Linked DNA regions of Mus musculus: region 2 is linked to region 1. A link is a contact called in public HiChIP or PLAC-seq data. All regions are on one chromosome and are shown on one strand. The core of a region is the stretch at or near the end of the contact, and the rest is flanking DNA. Distances in the headings are between cores, read along the strand shown. Region 1 has its middle 85 kb from the start of Gm41913. Region 2 overlaps Agap1 (ArfGAP with GTPase domain, ankyrin repeat and PH domain 1).

Region 1 (3,148 bases), core at 397-2,896:
GACCCTCTAGTCTCCTGTCTCCCCCACCCCTGTCTCTATCCACCCTCCAGCCCAACTCTTCTCTCTGATCTGTTGTACAGTGCTCCTTCCAGGCTGGTGGTGGCAGAAAACTTCCAGTAAATCCCCCGGTGTCACCACCGGGGTTAGGTATGGGTTACGCCCTCCCTGGCAGTGCCTCTTACAGGGGATTACATTTCCCCTCAGTTGCTTCACTGTGGGCATTCCCTGCCCTTCACTCTACTGCCCCCCGCCACTCTCCTCCCTACAGAATTCCAGCCACTTCTCTACTTCCACAGCCAATGGCATGGCTCTTGATGAAACAGATGGGTACACACGCCAGGCTAGAAAAGTCTTTCTAGAGATCATTGTGCAGGGCCTACATCTCAGGCCACCTTTTCAGTTATGAAAGAAGAGAAACAAAACACCCACGTCTTAAATGTGACAGTACTGGGGTCGCGCGAAGGGGCAGATGGCACCACAACCTGGGTGAAGTCCTCAAAGTCACCAGTCCACCCTCCCCCACACCTGACACACTGAGGCCCATGAACTCAGGCCAGGGCAGGTGACCTACAGGGCTCTACCTTGGGGCTCTGCTGACAGAACCCAGAGCTTACCACTCCCTCATGGCTTCCCAGTCCTACAGTTGTGCTTGTTTAGTCAATCCCCTATCTCCTTTCCAATGATGTCCTGGGAACTACGTATAGAGATGCATGTTTGGACCTGGCCTGCTCAGAGACCTGGCCCACCCCATGGCTCAGGTACACAGAAGAACTAAAGACTCCCTCTGGAGAGGAAAGGATAGGTTCTATCAGGAAAGGTTCCTGTGACACTGGAGAGTGATCCAGGGGCCTATTCTGGGTCTGTCACAATGTGCCTGAGAGAAGAGTTTGAGTGAGTTCTACCATTCTGACTCACCATTTCCCAAAGCCCTGATGTCTCACTTGGAAAATGGCATAAGATGAAGACTTATCACATGAACTCTGTAAAGGGAATACAGTTCTTGGGGGGAAGGGGGGAGGGGGCGGGACCTGGGGGTTTGGGAGGGGGGGCATCCTACCATGTGTAAAGCCAATGGTTGTGTGAAGGAAATAAAATCATTGAGACTCAAAGGAGCCTTGGAGGTGCTCCTGTTAAGAAAGAAGTCAAGGTCCTGAACACGTGTTATCCCAGACAGTCAGCAGTCACAGCTGGCCTCTGTCCCCATGCCTGCCTAGCTGTGGGCCCAGTCCATGCCCCGCCCCCACCCTCAGTCTGGGGGTGGGGGGCGGGAAGCTTTCTCGGAGAGCAGACACATTGTCTACGCCCACCAGAGAGAGGTTGGCAGCCAAAATGATGCCCACGAAGCAAACAGCAACATTTCAGGGTGCCCGACAGTGTGAGAGATGCAGAGGAGTCACGCTGCATCTTCCAGACACACACACACAAGCATTTCTCAACCCAGAAATCATTTTCAAAGGAAAACGCCAGGGAGATAATAGTGGGTTTGTAGAAAAAGAGGAAACCAGCACGGCTGGGCATTTCTGCTCTCTTTGGAAACCACAGAAACCACATCAGGAACAAATGAGACTAAAGAAGGCTTCCTGCCAGGGAGGGGAGGCGGATGAGACTCCTGAAGTCCCTGAGACAGAGATGGGAAGCGGAAGATGCTTCTCCAAGCACAGGCTGTTCCCACGGTCGGCAAACACGCGTCTTCCGCGTCTTCCGTGAGACACACAGTTTGACAATTCAGCGTTCAGCCGACTCGGCCGCCATGCAGCCCAGTGCCCAGGAGGCTCCTCAGCAAAGCTTAGTGAGAAGTGGGGGTCCGGGGATCTGACACCAGGCCTGACGGGAGCCCCGCCACAAGAAGAAATGGCATCCCGCTTTCGGTTACATTTACGTTTGTAGGAGATCTTTCTCCGGATCTGCAGCGCGTCTGCTAGCTTTGATTGAGTCACCCTCAGGTTCTCCATCATCCCCTAAAGCTGCGCAGAGAGGAACGCCATGATTCAGAGTTCAGGGTTAAGAGTAGCACCAAATGTCTCCCATCCCTCCAGCTGATGAGTCCAGTCGATGAGCTGACGGTGGTAGCCAAAGGAGACTCGCAGGCCCCTTGGAGGAATGGATCATTAAACTCATTCAGATGGTTCCGGCAGCTGAGTTGGAGGGGGGGGCACCCTGACAGGGTGGGAGCCGGGGAGGGGACAGCTGTGATGACATTTTGCACGGGCACTCCTGATCCCATTACACACCGTTTCTCCTCTTTCACTTTTTAAGATCACATCAACTGCAAATATAATCTCTGGGTGTTCTCGGAGAGATAATGGCACAGCTTTTGGTAGGTACCCCTGTTTTACTACCAGAATTTCTGAAGCATTTGATCCTGGTTGCAAAGCACATTTCTGAGGTCAAGATCAATGCTACTAACCCAGGGAAGTAAGCTAAAATGACTTGGGACACCTGACCACATTACCTTTGCCCTGCTTTTAATTTGTATTTTATTTATGTGTGTGTGTGTGGGGGGGGTATTTTTCCTGCACATGTGTCTGTGCATCATGTGAGTGCTCCCCATTTTGGAACTTTTATTTTTATTTATGTGCATATCTATGTGTCTCTCAGTGTATACCACTTGTGGATGTAAAGATCCCCTAGAGCTAGACTCACTGGCAATTGTGAGCCACTCCATGTGTGCGCTGGGAACCAAATGGGACTCCTCTCAGGAGGAGCAAACACTCGACCTCTGGCCATCTCTCCAGCCCCTACAGAAAGAAGAAAAAAACCATTTTTAAAAGGGGGGTCTTACTATGTAGCCCAGGCTATCCTTGAACTTAATATCCTCCAACCTTAGCCGCCTGAGTGCTAATAGGAGTGTGGTTCCACAGCCATGCGTGTCTGAAACTTTATGAAAGAACGAGTTCTACCAGGGATCTGCAACCCTATAGGTGGAACAACAATATGAACTAACCAGTACCCCCAGAGCTCGTGTCTCTAGCTGTATATATAGCAGAGGATGGCCTAGTTGGCCATCACTGGAAAAAGAGGCCCCCTGGTCTTGCAAACTTTATATGCCCCAGTACAGGGAAATGCCAGGGCTAAGAAGCAGGAGTGGGTGGGTAGGGGAGCAGGGTAGAGGGAGGGTATAGGAAACTTTCAGGATAGCATTTGAAAT
Region 2 (3,148 bases), core at 391-2,890, 220 kb after region 1:
ACCAGGGCCCGGACATGAGGTCCACGCTGCGTTTACTTGCCCCGCTCGGCCTGTAGTTGATCCTTGTGCTGGCGAAACTGGAAAGGCTCACTAAATCCTTGCTTGCTTGGAAAAGCCAGTGGCTTGAAATGAATAATTTTGAGCCATTAGTAGAGAAAACACATTACCTGTATATAAACCTGACAGTAACAGAATCACTTCTGTCTCCCTTGTTAACCGAGCTTGCTAACCTGCTGCCTGCTTTGTATATTCGCAAAGCCTCCTGGGTGGAAAAGGAGAATCCAGTGGAAGGGTGAAAGATCCTTGCTTGAGCTCCAGACAGCTGGTGAGTGAAAGGCAGCCAGAGACACAGCTGTCCTTGAGTTGCGCTTCTGCCAAGTCAAAATAACAGGTATGGGGTTGAGATTCCGAGCTCAGCCTGTGCAGTGCCTGCTGTGTGCTAGGCCTTCTTGAAAGGGCGAAACACACCCTTTTGTTTTCAGTCCTTGCCGTGGAGCGCTGTCCTCTGAGCACAGTGTGGGTGTCACGGGAACAGCCGTGGCTACGTGCGAGAGACTCTCAAGCCATGACTCCTTGACAGGCGGCGTTCCCTCAGAGTAGGAGAGGTGTAGGGAGGCTCATTGGACCCTCGGCTGAGCTCAGTCACACTCTTTTGCACTTACTGGCCAGTTATATGTTAATTCTGGCTAAATTGCACGTGGTCTGGGTGAAGTACTGTAGACGGTGGAATGTTAACTGCGAGTAGGACTCCTATACAGCTATGGGGAAGCTGTCATCCATGCTGGGGCCGAGGCTTCCTAGTGGCAGCTGCTCCTGGAGATAACCCCTCTCCCGTGCTTCCCTTAGTTCCCGTTGGGCTACAGTGGAATCTTACTGTGTGGTTTTGTTGTTGGTACCCTGTAAGGGAGAGGGGGTTGAAGACGATGCTCTGTGTCTCCTCGGAGAGAGTTCCCACAATGGCCCTGTAACAATCTATTTTACCGAAGAGCAGCTTTGTAGCTGGGGTTTGTTACTGCAGCCAGCAGCTTGAGGGTCTCTGTGAAGCATGCTGGGGTGTGGTGGGTGGGGTAGAATGAGGTCTGGCTGCTGTGACTCCTTTCCTGTGGGTCTCAGGAATGGAAGTAGAGCCATTTGATGGAGGAGGAACAGTAATTTTCTATGCACAGTTTAGTTCTGCTGATGTTTAATGAGAACTTCAGGGAAGGTGCCCTGGAAAAAGAGAACACTGGGGCTCCACCCCTCATACCTGTCTCTGTGTGGTCTTTAGTCCCTCTCAGGCTTCCTTTCATTCTCCATGATGAGGCACTGGTGTCTCTGACCAATGGCCTCTCCGCATAGCAAGATCTAGGTACAAAATGGTCATTGGATTTTTGTAGACCCTCCAAAGGCCACACCACCAGGAAGCTATGTTCACTGATGTGGGGCTCTGGAATTCTCTTGTTTGGCCAGTCTCTGCATTTCCTTTAGCCCACAGGTTGTCACCAGTGTTTGCTTTAACTTCCTCTTACGGCTATCTCAATTCGAGATTGCCAGCCTGAGCTACAGATCCATCTTGCCACAGATGCCAGCCCACCGCCACAGGCTGACTGCAGAGACTGCAGTGCCCTGCTGCACAGTGCTGGGGAAACTTGTTGCTGAGGGGATGTTTAAAGACTCTTCCAGTGGAGACAGCTCGTAGGCGGCGTGTTTTCCTGGCTCACTCCAGAGTATAGCTGGCCCCTCGGCAGTTGGTATTTCCCAGTGGTCCATCGTCCGCTCCTCTTCTACTGAAGTTCTTTACCTTGGCTTTCCAAGCCTCCTTTCCCTGGGAGGAGTGGCCATGGTCTCTGTGGGAGCAGAAGCCTGGCCTTGGCCCTGACGGTGCTTGGGGCTGTGATGGCTGGGGAGGCAGCGCCTTCCCTCACCAGGCTGAAGACAATTGGGAATAGACACAGGGTGGGCAGAGGCTTCCGAGCCCTAGAGAGGCAGTTTTGTCTTCTGACTGCTGTCAGTTGTGGTCAGAGGAAAGGGGCTTTGAACAGTGGAGTGGGAGTCAGCCGCTTTTTTATCTTTGAGGGTCACTGAGCATCTAGAGTCAGCCATCTCTAGCTGTTAGCCCCTTGTTTACCTGCCCAGCTCTGAGGTGGCTGGCAAGCTATGGGCTACAGCTTCAGTCCTGCATGCTAGCTGAGTGCCTCACCCTGCAGTGGATGGCAGAACTTTTGCAGGCTTGCATGCTGGAATGCACACAGCCAGCTTTTCCTGACCCCTCTGGGTTTGTGGTGAAGGGAGTCATTGAAATGGGTGGGATAATCCACTCTTCTCAGAGGTGGGCTGCTGATGACCTCCACAGGCCTGAGAGTCTAACTTAATAAACAATGGCTTAAAGTCTTACGATGAGTTGTAGTGGTATTAGTGAGGTGTGTTATTGTTTGTTTGTTTGTTTTTGTTTTTCGATCACATTTTACTGCTTTATTTACATATTAAATATTTCTCATGAACTTTGCTTTATAAAACTGACAAAGATTTTTGCCTCATTAAGCAAGCTGTGTTTGCTGACTGTAGCATAAACACATCATCACCATGCAAACAGACATACATTTAAGTGCATATACTGTGAATTTTTGGCTTTTAGGCTTTCAGACTTGTTTATTCAGGTAGTATAAAAAAAGAGATGAGGCACATTCTTAGGGGAATTTTAAGAGTACACATAGGTTAAATTTTTTGTTCTGCGGTAATTGTAGACTCATGCTCAGCAAACAAGGCGATTGAAGCAGCAGGAAGGGAAGGAAGTGAGTAATCTAAGTGGATAGTGGGATCTTAGACTTAGCTTCTTGCTCGCCTATACTGCCCCCTGCTGGCCATGCCAGACTTTGCATTGCGGATGTATACTTAGCAGGAAGGGGATCAGTTGTTTCATACATACACACCATAGGTGATCTCTTTCTGTGATCTTCCTTTCTTTCCCAAGAATAGAAATGACTTTCAGGTCTTCTGTTCTGATATCTTAAATGATATCTTGGTCTCTTCTCTCTGCTCTTCCTACAGCTAACCTCTGGGATTATTTCCTGTCCAGGGTTCCATGAGATTTAACCTTTTTTTTTTTCTTTTTCTGTTTGAAAGAATTGAGAGAGTGATTAGTGCATTGTGAGCTGCTAGTTCTTTTTCA

The links. HiChIP or PLAC-seq counts read pairs in DNA pulled down with a chosen protein or histone mark.
Region 2: a contact with region 1 is called in an H3K27ac HiChIP or PLAC-seq map of neural progenitor cells, with 7 times the contacts expected there. The contact joins two enhancer-like sites. A contact is called at or near these places in 1 of 15 datasets of contacts at CTCF or cohesin (the NIH/3T3 cell line), 4 of 484 Hi-C or Micro-C datasets (bone marrow-derived macrophages, embryonic somatosensory cortex, hemogenic endothelial cells and 1 more) and 5 of 115 datasets of contacts at active chromatin or transcription factors (T-cell acute lymphoblastic leukemia, embryonic basal ganglia, fibro-adipogenic progenitors and 2 more).

The regions. Positions count from the first base shown.
Region 1 is chr1:89,301,210-89,304,357 of GRCm38.p6, forward strand. No RefSeq gene overlaps it. Among named protein-coding and RNA genes, the nearest start is that of Gm41913, 85 kb to the right of the region's middle. Within about 2 kb of position 1,647, at least 59 of the 459 cell types and tissues checked have an H3K27ac peak or open chromatin away from gene starts, as enhancers often do. A contact at or near this core is called in neural progenitor cells, where this site is marked.
Region 2 is chr1:89,521,766-89,524,913 of GRCm38.p6, forward strand. All of the region lies in intron 1 of Agap1 (ArfGAP with GTPase domain, ankyrin repeat and PH domain 1), which reads left to right. Among named protein-coding and RNA genes, the nearest start is that of Gm41914, 58 kb to the right of the region's middle. Within about 2 kb of position 1,641, at least 28 of the 459 cell types and tissues checked have an H3K27ac peak or open chromatin away from gene starts, as enhancers often do. A contact at or near this core is called in neural progenitor cells, where this site is marked.